Regions from separate parts of the Mus musculus genome. Here region 2 is linked to region 1. A link is a contact called in public promoter capture Hi-C data. All regions are on one chromosome and are shown on one strand. Each heading gives the region's core, a stretch centred on a gene start, on an enhancer-like site or on the middle of the called end of the contact. The rest is flanking DNA. Distances are from core to core; before and after follow the strand shown. Region 1 holds the start of Stk4 (serine/threonine kinase 4). Region 2 holds the start of Zfp334 (zinc finger protein 334).

Evidence for each region. Promoter capture Hi-C pulls out the DNA fragments that hold promoters and counts their contacts.
Region 2: a promoter capture Hi-C map of cranial neural crest shows a contact between it and region 1. The contact joins the promoter of Zfp334 here to the promoter of Stk4 in region 1. A contact is called at or near these places in 1 of 39 promoter capture datasets (cranial neural crest) and 1 of 115 datasets of contacts at active chromatin or transcription factors (microglia).

What each region holds. Positions count from the first base shown.
Region 1 is chr2:164,071,751-164,077,787 of GRCm38.p6, reverse strand. Stk4 (serine/threonine kinase 4) reads right to left here and starts at 3,650. Exons shown (of 11, transcript NM_021420.4): 1 at 3,541-3,650. The coding sequence starts at 3,575.
Region 2 is chr2:165,385,657-165,391,861 of GRCm38.p6, reverse strand. It overlaps Zfp334 (zinc finger protein 334), which reads left to right and starts at 3,603. Exons shown (of 5, transcript NM_178411.3): 1 at 3,603-3,901; 2 at 4,874-4,936. The coding sequence starts at 4,922.

The DNA.
Region 1 (6,037 bases), core at 2,401-4,900:
CTTCAAACTTAAAGAAGCCATGCCAAATAAACAGGAGATGGTCAGAAAAATATTTGCTAAACAGATAAACCAATGTAAGGGCGGCAATCACATAACCTTGAATAGCAATCCCTGTGTTATCCTCCCTGTTATCCAAATAGAATTTCATTCTTTCTTTTTTGAGACAGGGTTTCTCTCTGTAGCACTGGCTGTCCTGGAACTCGGCTCTATAGGCAGGTTGGCTTCAAGCTCAGAGTTTCATCTGCTTCTGCCTTCCAGAAGAATGCTGGGATTAAAAGCATACACCACCTGGCTCATGAAAATAAAATCTCTTCTGAGATGCTAACTAGTAGGTTATCAAAAAATAAATTTCTATGGGACATTTGCTAAGTGACTGAGCCCTTAAGGACGAGGACTGTAGAACCCAAATAGTCTTGCCTTTAGTGAGCTGTGGTGACGAGGTTCGCACAGTGGTGACGTCCTATGCCAGTTTTCACTTGCTCATAATGAATATGCCTGACCAATGCAATTACACACACCAAATATTGGTGACGTTCTTCTTCTATGTCAGCGACATCCCAGGAATGGCCAGCATCCCAGGAATGCATCCTAAGCCTTCCACCACACCATTAGCCAACAGCAACTTACAGTTTAAAATCACTAACTCTTGCAAGACACCGATCCATCATTAGCCACTGAGTCACACACAGATGTCAAGCTCATGACTGCAGAAAGCATTTCCTGCACCTAGACTGCTGGGACGCACACCACCTGAACCTCTCAAGAAGACATCTGTATTTTTCCAAACACAAGGTGTTAGGAAATGATCTCTCAGATGATTAATTCTCAATCAACTATCCCATGTCAGAACTCTCAAAGGCTCAATGCATTTATGCATATTTATCTCTCTAACAGAATTTTACAGATTACAATGACTATAAAAGATAACTGAAGCTGGGCGTGGTGGCGCATGCCTTTAATCCCAGCACTCGGGAGGCAGAGACAGGTGGATTTCTGAGTTCAAGGCCAGCCTGGTCTACAAAGTGAGCTCCAGGACAGCCAGGGCTACACAGAGAAACCCTGTCTTGAAAAACCAGAAAAACCAAAACACCAAACAAACAAAGATAACTGAAACATTTTAATAGCAAAGTTGTCAAGACCAGCACCTGCTGCCTGTAATATGAGAACTCAGGGGGCTGAGACAGGCAGCCAGATGCTGTAGAGTTGTAGAGCGTTTGAGGACAGCCTGAGACACTGTGCAAGACCCTGTCTTGAAATAAACAAAAAGGGTAACTAAATTAACTGTGCCTTCTTCATGTGACTATTAAGATTCTAACTCAGAGAACCTCAGAATATGAGATTGCATCTGGAGATCAGAAACTTTGAAAGCGGAAGAGATAAGGGCACAGCCAGAGGAGAATGAAGACCACACGAAGAGGTGGGAGGAAAGGTGGTCATTTGTAAGCCAAAGACATCTGATTCCAAACTTCCAGCCTCCAGAATGGCAACTACATAAAAAATTAATTTCTGTTGCTTAAACCATCCAGGTGTGGTGCTTGTTATAGCAATCTGAACCACTTAATTCTGATAGTAAAATGCAGCAGTCCACTAGTTACAACGAATAAGGCAGCACCAATCCTCCAAGGACTCGGCCCTGCCACACTCTTCTCTCGCGCTTTACTACAGTTCTTACAATCCAAATGGTGGTCTGGCAGTGGTGGCGCACGCCTTTGATCCCAGCACTTGGGAGGCAGAGACAGGTGGATTTCTGAGTTCGAAGCCAGCCTGGTCTATAGAGTGAGTTCCAGGACAGCCAGGGCTATACAGAGAAACCCTGTCTCTGGAGGAGAGAGAGAGAGAGAGAGAGAGAGAGAGAGAGAGAGAGAGAGAGAGAGAACAAAACTATTAGTTAAATGAAGGTTTTGGGGGAAAGGAATGGAAGAATAACTGGCCTAGTGGTTACTGATTCCGTACATACAGGAACAATCTGCTAAGATGCGTATATACAAAGAAAGACCCAATGTAACAGGTAACTTCCAGAGAGACATCAGAGTAAAAAAGCTAAGCGCAAGGATTTTAAGACTAGATCACCAGATGTTAACACCCCAACTGTGCCTCTAACTATGGAGCAGCTAACAAGTGGCCTGCCTCTCTGTGCCCTGGCTTTATCCTCTTTACACTAAGGATACAGGGATATCCTCCTTATATGATAGTTGCGAAGGCTAGCTGCGCCAGTAAGGTGTACCATGTTTACAAGTTCAAAACACCAGCAATTTCCTATGGCTGAACAGGCAAGCTGGAAAGCAATGAAACAGTGCCTGCCGCCCTGCAGCATTCTCTGGCTGTAATTAATAAGTACTCCTTTGAGTGCCTCAGCACACCACACTAAGTCAAACCTGAGCCCATCTCAACAAGCTGTTTGTTTGATTCCATGTTTGTGTACTTCCAACAGACCCTGCCTCCCCTAAGAGTGCTGCCCAGGCTTTCACACACACACACACACACACACACACACACACACACACACACACCACCTCTCCGGTGCCCGGCACTCCCTTACTCTGAACACTTCCTATTTTAGTGCTCATTCTGCTGCAGGAAGTCAAATGTCTTCTCTGTGAAACCCAAGTTTTTAGCTGTGTCTGAGAGAAGCACGACTCCCTCAGGCTCTAGGCTTTTTTTCTCCAGGTGAGACGGGGAGTGGTCCAGCACAACAGCAGTCAGTTCATCTTGACCCAAAACAACTCTAGATACTTCTAGAATCTAGAGCCAAGAGAGTATCGAAACAGAATTTGAACAGGACAAAGTCTGGCTGAGCCTACTGTGTCTAAACTCTATTTATTGGACCTCAGATTACCCACTCCCGGGTTGGTGTTTGTTTGTTTGTTTGTTTGTTCTTTATCAACGTCCCAACTTTGGGTGTTGGAAGGCTGAGGACGATTTGAAAAAAAGTAGGCAGTCACTCATGAACTCAGTAATAAAAGCCATTACCGCCATCACTACTAATACATCATCCTACATGGGGCGGACACCCTGAAGCCCCTTGGAAACTCTAGCCCCCCATAACCCTTTCTCCATTACTAGAACCGTGAAACGTTGGTACTGACACAGTAAGGCAGTTAGGAGCAATGACTTGGGACAGAACCACCAGGACCCAAAATCCCCGCTCCACCCCTTACTTAGCCATGGGACCTCCAATCAATGTTTCTAACGACTTCTGCCTCGAAAGCGAAGCAACAGGGTTAAGTCCTCGCTCACCCGGCCTCAGCATTCGCCCCTACATCCTCGGGTCCCTTCTTGGGGCGCCTTCCCCGGCCTCTGCTGGGGTCTCCCCTAACTTGTCCGCACGTTGCCCAGAGAGTGCTCTCTCTAAGCAAAACCACTTCTGCCCGGGCCAGCGGACGCTCCCTCCTCTCTCGGCAGGTGCTACTGCAGCCCGGTCACCAGCCTCGCGGGTCCCTCTCCTCCCGGCCCGAGCTCGCACGCCGGGGTCTACCCTCAGCAAGCTCGCGCCTTCTCTCCTCACCCAACTCTCTTGCCTCTCAGCCTACGGCCCCTCACCTGCGCGGTGGGTTCCTCAGCTGCACGGTCTCCATGGCGCTGCCGGCAGCCGCCCAGACTGCCTCAATGCTCCATCCTCCCGGAGCCCGCCCCGCGAACCCTCCCACACTTCCGCTTTCCGCCCCTACCGGAAGCGAGAGGAGGCTGGGCGGAGCGGCGGGAGTCACGTGGCACAGTGGCGGGCGGATACAGAAGTCAGAAAGCCGAAGAGGTGCCTCTCGGGCGGCCTCTAGTGGCCCGAGTGTCAGCGACACCCTCTCCTTGACTTGCCTTTGGACTGAATACTTTCAAGCCTGACTCCTTGAGGGTTCTCCAGTTTCTCAGATGGGGAGGCTGTTAGCAAAGCACGGGCTTGATAAGTGAGTTCTTAAAATATATATATATAAATATATATATATATTTATATATATGTATATATATATTTATATATGTGTGTATATATATATTTATATATGTGTGTATATATATATTTATATATGTGTATATATATATATTTATATATATTTATATATATTTATATATATTTATATATATTTATATATATATTTTATATATGTGTGTGTGTGTATATATATATTTATATATATTTATATATATATATTATATATATATATATATATAGAGAGAGAGAGAGAGAGAGAGAGAGAAAGAAAAAGAAGTGAGTTCATATTAGGGCCAAGGGGAAAAGCCCCAAGCCCTCTGTAAACTAGGGCGCAGTCAAGAAACCATCAAAATCTCTGCTCCAAGACTGGAGAGGTTTTATTGTAGATGAGACCAAACAGCATCTGGAAGACTCCTGAGCAGAGAGAAAAAAACAGACTGGCCAAGGCCAGGGCTATATCTTCCGGGCAGAAAAAATTAGCGAAGAGGGAGAAGAGCCGGTCGGGACCTTGCTGTAGCGTAACTGCTGCGGAGGGGAGTGTGCAAGTTGTAATCTGGAACAGCCTGGGAGCATAGTGGAGGAGGTAAGGAGGGCCAGGCTGCTTTGCTACTCATAACAGATATATGTTACTAGGGACCAAGGACCCTGCAGGTTAGCTTGGCTTAAGTCTCCTTTACCAAAGGCAAGGACGATAAAGGAGTGACTCCTTTTGGTAGACAGAAACCAACAGGTTACAGAGGACTACTCGGGTCTGTCCACCAGCAATCCTTTTGTTTACACTTTCAATATTCAACACAAGCCTTCCCTTTTGGGGGAGGAATTGGGGGTTCGCTTTGGACCTGGCACACCCCCAAAAACGGAAAGATCCACTAATTTAGTCCAAAATGACAGTCTAGACTCAGCTCAAGCCGATAGGGTTATTGACAAAAATAAAGCTCAAGGGCTGGAGGGGTGGCTCAGTGGTTAAGAGCACTGACTGCTCTTGAAGAGGTTCTGAGTTCCATTCCCAGCAACCACATGGTGGCTCACAACCTGTAATGGGATCTGATGTCCTCTTCTGGCGTGTGACTGAAGACAGCTGCAGTGTACTCACATACATAAAATCAATAAATCTTTTTAAAAAAATAAAACTCACAGATTTCTGAAGTTCCGTCGCTGAGCCCTCACCGTTCTGTTTTTAGGGGCGTAGTGGGTATATTTTTAGTTTAGGGTTGTTTGTAGGGATTTGTTTGAAGCAGCATCTGTATATTCCCTGACTGGCCTGGAACATGCTATGTAGACCAGGCTGGCCTCAAATTCAGAAACCAACCTGCCTCTACCTCCTAAGTGCCGGGATTAAAGCGTCCACCACCAAGCCCAGCTCCAGTGTTATCCATGTGTATTCACTGTATTCATCTGTATCCATCTGTATTCACCCACTAAATAAGTTTTATGGTCCACAAGATGCCAGGCGCTTTCCAGCTTTCTGGAATCCTGATCCCGACATCTCAGGTTTCAGCTGATTCTCTGCCTCAGAGGCTCTCTGTGGCCTGCTCAGGTTTAACAGCCTCCACAGGGGTATTTCCTATTGTTTGCCTTCCCCAATCTCCAGGTTCTCCCAGCATCCCTCAGTGCCTACCTGCCATGCCATGCCCCCACCCCTGAACTTTAAGCCCAGAGGCTGGGCTGCCCTTCCCCCAGAGGCTCCTCCCTATATAATCCAGACACTTTGGTCTGCCCTTCTTTTCTCTCTATGCATAAGTGCCCTCCTTCTTTCTTTCTTTCTTTCTTTCTTTCTTTCTTTCTTTCTTTCTTTCCCCCTCCCACCCCCCGCCCCCCCCCACCCCCGTCCCCATGGCGACTTCCCTGGCCTCCTCCTTTGGGACCGGTGAACTTGCCCGAAAGCAGCTTCCCAATAAACCTGCCTTTACTATAATCTGGTTTAAATTGGCTCATTTCATCGGCAACGGAGAAATAACCTATCACCTATAACATCATTGTGTTTTCTTGGTTTTGTTTTAAAACAGGAGCTCAGCTATACTGTCCTTGGCCTCCAAAGTGGTGGAACTGCAGACCTCAACTTTGGATTATGTTGCTTCAATTTTTTTTTTAAGTGCATTATATTCTTTTGTGCGT
Region 2 (6,205 bases), core at 2,354-4,853, 1.3 Mb before region 1:
AGAGAACTGGAGCCGGCTTCAGTGCTTTCAATCAGCAGGCCTTCTTGACTGTGCAGCCGAGCTAATGAAGTTGATGGCGAGCCTCCGAGGGAAGTTGGCTGGGGAGTCTTCTGTCATCTAGTGGTTACTGTGGGGAAATGCAGATCCGAGCATCTGCCTGCCTGCCTGCCTGCTGTCTTCCTGTCCCAACATCCTACTGGCCTCCTTTTCCTCTCTTCTCCTCCTCTCTTTCCTCTTTTATTTCACCAATCTAAACATTTCACTTTGTTATTCTTCCCATTGTGAGTGTATACAATGTATATGTGTAGGTGAAGTGCCCAGATGTTGGCCACAGCAGCCCTGTGGCCATCAGAGGATGCCTTTGTGGAAGCAATTCTCTTCTTCCATTGTGAGTCCTGAGAATAGAACTCAGGTTCTCAGGCTTGAGCCACAAGTGCTTTTGCTTTCTGAGCCATCTTTCTGGCGCAAGCCTAAGCTGGGTTTTTGTTTTTGTTTTTGTTTTTTGAGAAACCTCACTGGTTTAAAAACTCACCAGGATCCATACGGGAATGGGGACTAAAAAGAGGGGGAGAAGGGAGAGGACACAAGTGTGTTTTTCATAAAACACTTACAGACAAGGGGGATTTGAGTCTGCCAGGAAGTCTTTGAAGTGTTCGGTGTGTCCCAGAACCATCCCCTGGGGCTTGGAGGTGCAGCTGTGGCACCTTGTCCATCACTGAGATCGGTTCCCAGCACTTGGGAGGCAGAGACAGGCAATCCTAAATTCAAAGTGAGCCTCGGCTAAATACAGAAACGCCATCTCAAAATCAAAGCAAAACATTTTGAGACTGTTGCTGATGTGTATCTTCGCACAGAAGTTCAACTATTTCTTTCATAGTCTCCTGAGCTGTTAGGATAAAGGGCACGAGCTTCAACTCACGTGCAGCAAGTGTGCTACAAACTCTGCAAGAGAGACAGCCGACTCGGCCAGACGAGGAACGTTTTTCCAATTCCATGACCAAGCTTGTCTGCCAAAGTGTATGTGATTTTAAAATATTAATTACTTCTTTTCTAGGATCCTTAGTGTTATTGGCCATTTTATATGTGTGTGTGTACACATATATAACATATCCATATGTGTATATAAATATATATATGTGTGTTTGTGTGTGTGTGTGTGTGTATACATATATATATCCACATACATTTATATGGTGTCTTAGGGTTTTATTGCTGTGAAGAGACACCAGGACCAAGGCAACTCTTACAAAGGCAAACATTTAATTGGGACTGGCTTACAATTTACAGGGATTCAGTTCATTATCACCATGGCAGGAAGCACGGCAGCAGGCAGGCAGGCAGACGTGGTGCTGGAGAAGGAGCTGCGAGTTCTACACCTTGATCCACAGGCAGCAGAGGGAGGTTGTGTTCACACTGAGTGTAGCTTGAGCATAGAAGACCTCAAAGCCCGCCTCCACAATGACATACTTCCTTCGACAAGGTCACACCTACTCCAACAAGGCCACACCTCCTTGTCGTGCCACTTCCTATGGGCCGAACATTCATAGACATGAGTCTATGTGGGCCATGCCTATTCAAACCATCCCATATGGCTAATTTCTAATTCATTTTCAAATCTTCTATATTAATTTTCTTGTTCCTTACTTGACTTAAAAAAATACTAAATTGAAGTTATTTCTAGAAGCACTATTAATAATTGAGCCCACTCTTTCACTTATTATATCTAGAAGCCAACTGCATTCCCTTCCCCCATACATTTGCTTTTAAAATCTATCTTTCCCCAAAGTCATTTCAGTTTTCTTTTGACTTGGCATGGGTTCGGGTACATACCCCTGAGAATGGCCCGGCACACACATGGAGCTTGCAGATCTGGGTCCTCTCTCTCGACCATGTGGACCCCTGAGACCCACAGCAGGTCATCTGGTTTGTTGGCAATGCCTTTATTTACTGAAACATCTTGCAGACCCACCATGTATTTATTGCTCCATAACAAACTACCCCCAAAATCTGGTGGCTTAAAATGATGCAACTGGTTATTTCCTCCGTGCTATGAGGCTACTGGTACGGACTTTGTGGCTCTGTGTGTGCTTACAGGTATGCACTTTGTGGCTCTGCTTTATGTGAGTCTATATGCAACTGAGGCCACCCAAGAATGTAACTGCATGCAATGTTCAGGGTGGCTCACTCCCTGCATCTGAAGTCTTGACAAGGATCCCTGGAAGGGGAGGCATGGCTGGGTTTCTGGGAAATATTTGCCTTTTCTCCACATTGCCTCTCTGCTTCTTTTGGTTTCCACTTGATCTCTGGTAACTAGTTAACTAAAGTCATACACAAACTCTAGGAACACCGCAAACAAACCGGACTGCCAGGATATCAGGTTTGCTTTTTGAAGCCTGCAGTGTCCCTTCTTATGACCCCTTTATTTAAATTACATCATGGCCACGTTTGATGTGGGAGACAGTATACAAGCATTGAATCCCTGGAAGTCTGGCTCACTGAGAGCTATCTCTCAGCCTCTGCATCTCGAAGTTCCTTTTGGTATTTAAACATAACAGATAACTGTGTCAGAAACTGTCTGGCCTTCCAGTGACTAAGATATTCCATAGCTTTCCTCTTTTAAAATATATACACGGGGGCTGGTGAGATGGCTCAGTGGTTAAGAGTGCCGACCGCTCTTCCAAAGGTCCTGAGTTCAAATCCCAGCAACCACATGGTGGCTCACAACCATCCGTAACGAAATCTGATGCCGTTTTCAGGAGTGTCTGAAGACAGCTATAGTGTACAGTGTATAAATAAATAAATAAATATTTTAAAAAAATAAATAAAACAAAATATATACACGTATTCAATTTGTCCTCATGGATGAAGAGCAGTTTCTATATTACTTGGATTAAATATAATTGGTCATGTTAAAATATATTGTTAAGATGGCGCAGTGATTTATAGCAGAGGAGCAGAGTTCAATTCCCAGCACCTACATGATACCATCTTCTGGCCTTCTTAGACACGGGGTACCAAGCACAGCACGCAAGTAGTGGACAGACATACATGCAGGCAGGCAATATATCAATACATATAAAATAAAATAAAATAAAAATTGAAAATATTATACTGTTAAAATATTTTGCCATTACTTATTGTGACTTCTCCTTCTGTAAAATTGGCAGGAGAGTATGCACCTGTCAGTAAAGTCAGTAATAAACAGGATGGCGATTATTTTCTTTTAAGATATTTAGAGATGGTTTGATTCTTTGTTAGGGGGTCTCTTCTGTAATTTTGGGAAGGTCGTCGATACATTTTTATTCTGCTTACAACTGTTTGGTTATTATTTTTTTCTTAATACACTGTTGGAATTTCTTTACAGAGCTCTAATTTTTTATTCTCACACTTCTTCTTGTACTCATGGTTTTTACTCGTAAATTACTGTGATTAAAGCCCTAGCGCCTCAGAGGCTATCGGCTGGGTGGGGGCCGCAACTCCCTGTGGGAAATGTAGTCCTGGAAAGACTACAGCACCCTTTGGAGAACCGTGGGAATGGCCGCTCCGAGACTCTGCGCATGCGCGGTCTCCTAGGCTCTATGGATGCGTTTCCGTTTCGTGGGGCTCTTCCAGGCGAGGCTCGAGGGGCCTCTGTGCGCCACAATTGCCTGGGGCCTTCTGGGAGCTACAAAAGAAGCGAGGTTTCCCCTGAGCCAGAGGAATTCCGGGTGGCGACTCCGGGGCAGGATCAGAAGAACCAGCGCCTTCCTGGGGCCCGCGGAGGCTTGCGCGTGTCCAGGGGCCGGGCGAGGCTAGCGGGCGCCCCCGGGGCTGCAGGCCTCCGGGCGGGCAGCCTGGGAAGGAGAGAGGTGTGTGCGTGCAAAAAGCGGATCCCAGCAGTCCTGCGGATGCCCTTGGCCCGGTAAAGCTTCGGGGGGCTGCTTAAGGGTTGAGCTGCGATTGAGGGAATGAGCAGGTCTGATTTCATTGGCGGGTCTTTCGTTTGGGAGGGAAGGGATGCCAGCCATGGCTGAGAAAAAGGCCTCTGCATCACTTCGAACAAATGCGTGTCGTTCATTAGAGTCCCCATTCTGTTTCGCCAGAGTTGCTCAAACCCCGTCCATCACCATCCTGGAGTTTACTGGTTTCCTTTATATAGAAGAATGACCCAAGAGTATCTACAGGAAAGGGTTTTTATGAGAGTCGAACTTCTTCTCAAGTGAGGAAGGCAGCTATTTTGACCATTTAGGTAGTTTGCTAGTGCCAGAACCAAGAATTGAAATCTGGTGTGTTGATTCGAAGGCCAGGGCTTTGTCTTCTGCTACACTGAAGCAGAGGCCTCCCTCTCATGAAACTGCAGTTAAGCTTGGGGGAGGGGAGCAGAGTGATACGCATCTTAAACCCCTCACTCCCTCTGTCTGGTTTTCTGATTTCATCTGCTGAATGCATTAGTAGGAAAACAGGTAATTGATACCCAAAAAACTAGATGGTAGGTAGGTAGATAGATAGATAGATAGATAATTGATACCCAAAAAACTAGAGGGTAGATAGATAGATAGATAGATTGATTGATAGAATCTCAGAGTTGCTGGCCTGCTCTTTCAGGCTTCATATATACTAGAGCTTATTGATATGATCTAATATGAACTCTGAAGTGTTGTTTGTTTTTTAAGGAGACCTGAATAAGACAGTAGTTCAATTCACACCTTTGTTTCCTTTCACACAGTAAGAAAAGCTCTGATTAGTCCATTCAAAACTGCCCTGGGCCTTCCCTCCGCAGACGCTTTCTGTATGACGCAGGTCGAAGGGTCCTTTCCTTCCAGGGCATGTCTGTGAGTCACTGTCGAGCTGCTAGCCAGTCTGCTGATCACATTCCCTGTTCTTCCTCACCCAGCCCTTGGATCACCGGTGGTTCCTGGCCCTTTCTTGAGAACGCCTGGAAATGGACAGTACCCAGGTAAGTCACCGAGGGATTCACGTCCCACCGTTGGCAGTGGCTGTTCATAGACCCGCAGCGAGTACATCTGGATGTGGTAGACGTGTATAAAAAGGCAGCGCCAGGGAAAGTAAGGGAAGCAGATCAGTACCAGAGAAGTGAACCCCAATAAACAGAAGGCATTGCCAGATGTGCTGGAGCACGCCTTTAATCCCAGCGCTTGGGAGGCAGAGGCAGATGGATCTCTGAGTGAGAAGCCAGCCTGGTCTGCATAGAGAGTTCCAGGACAGCCAGGGCTACACAAAGAACCCTGTCTTGAAAAAAACAATAAACAAACGGATAAATAATAAACAGAAATTATTCACCCCGGTAGGCTTGTTTAGGTTGTATGACAAAGACCCAAGTAGTAGGAAGTAGGCTGTTACCATGGTTTTTCATCATTTATTTATAAACATGTTCTTAGAGAATCTATGAGCAGATGATGCGAAATCACCTTTGCCAACAGCAGCTGTAGATTCCCTTGACTTACAGCTTGGCAAGGCCTCATAGTTACAGATGTCTAATCTATTTTCAGAGGTGTAGACAGCCCTCTGATCGTTCTCCATAGTGTAATGATAAAACCTGCACTCAGTGGGTTACGTGTGCCTCAAATGGTGCCTGTTGCTGCTCCTTTTTATCTCTGGTGCCTTTTTAGAAAGTGTGTGTGTGTGTGACTGTAAAGAGGAGACAGGCTCACGCTGATAATTCTCCTTCTGCCTACTGAGTATTTCAGCTCTGCTTTTAAAACAGGCAGCTCGGGGCACACTTTGACTTTAGATCCTGTGATAAAACTATTTCACTTGCTTCTCTAATGTCAACTCACTCCATGTCCACGACCCGTGTTGTGACCAAAATCAGTGATCATTCGCTTATTTTCAGACTTAGTATTTCTACTCCGTGCTTCACCAAACCCCTTGCCCTTACAGTGTGACTGTCTCTCCCCAGACCGTACCTCTAACCATGTCTAGCTTTCACACCACTCTCTAACTCGCTAATTGTTTCCTCTCTTAGACCCACTGCACCTGCCTCTGCCACCGACATTGTGTGCTTATTCCAGTCTTCTCTCTGCTTTCCTCTGTGTCATCTAGAGTTTTAACTGGAACCCTCTCACCGCTGAAATCTTCCTTCCTGTCAGACTCTCAGGGTGAATTCTCTTGCTGTACTTCTCTGCAAGCGGTCTGCAGAAGGCTCTTGGAGTTCTCCGGTGCAGAACAGAAATAATGTCCCCACCTCTGTTCAGTGTGCAGCCAC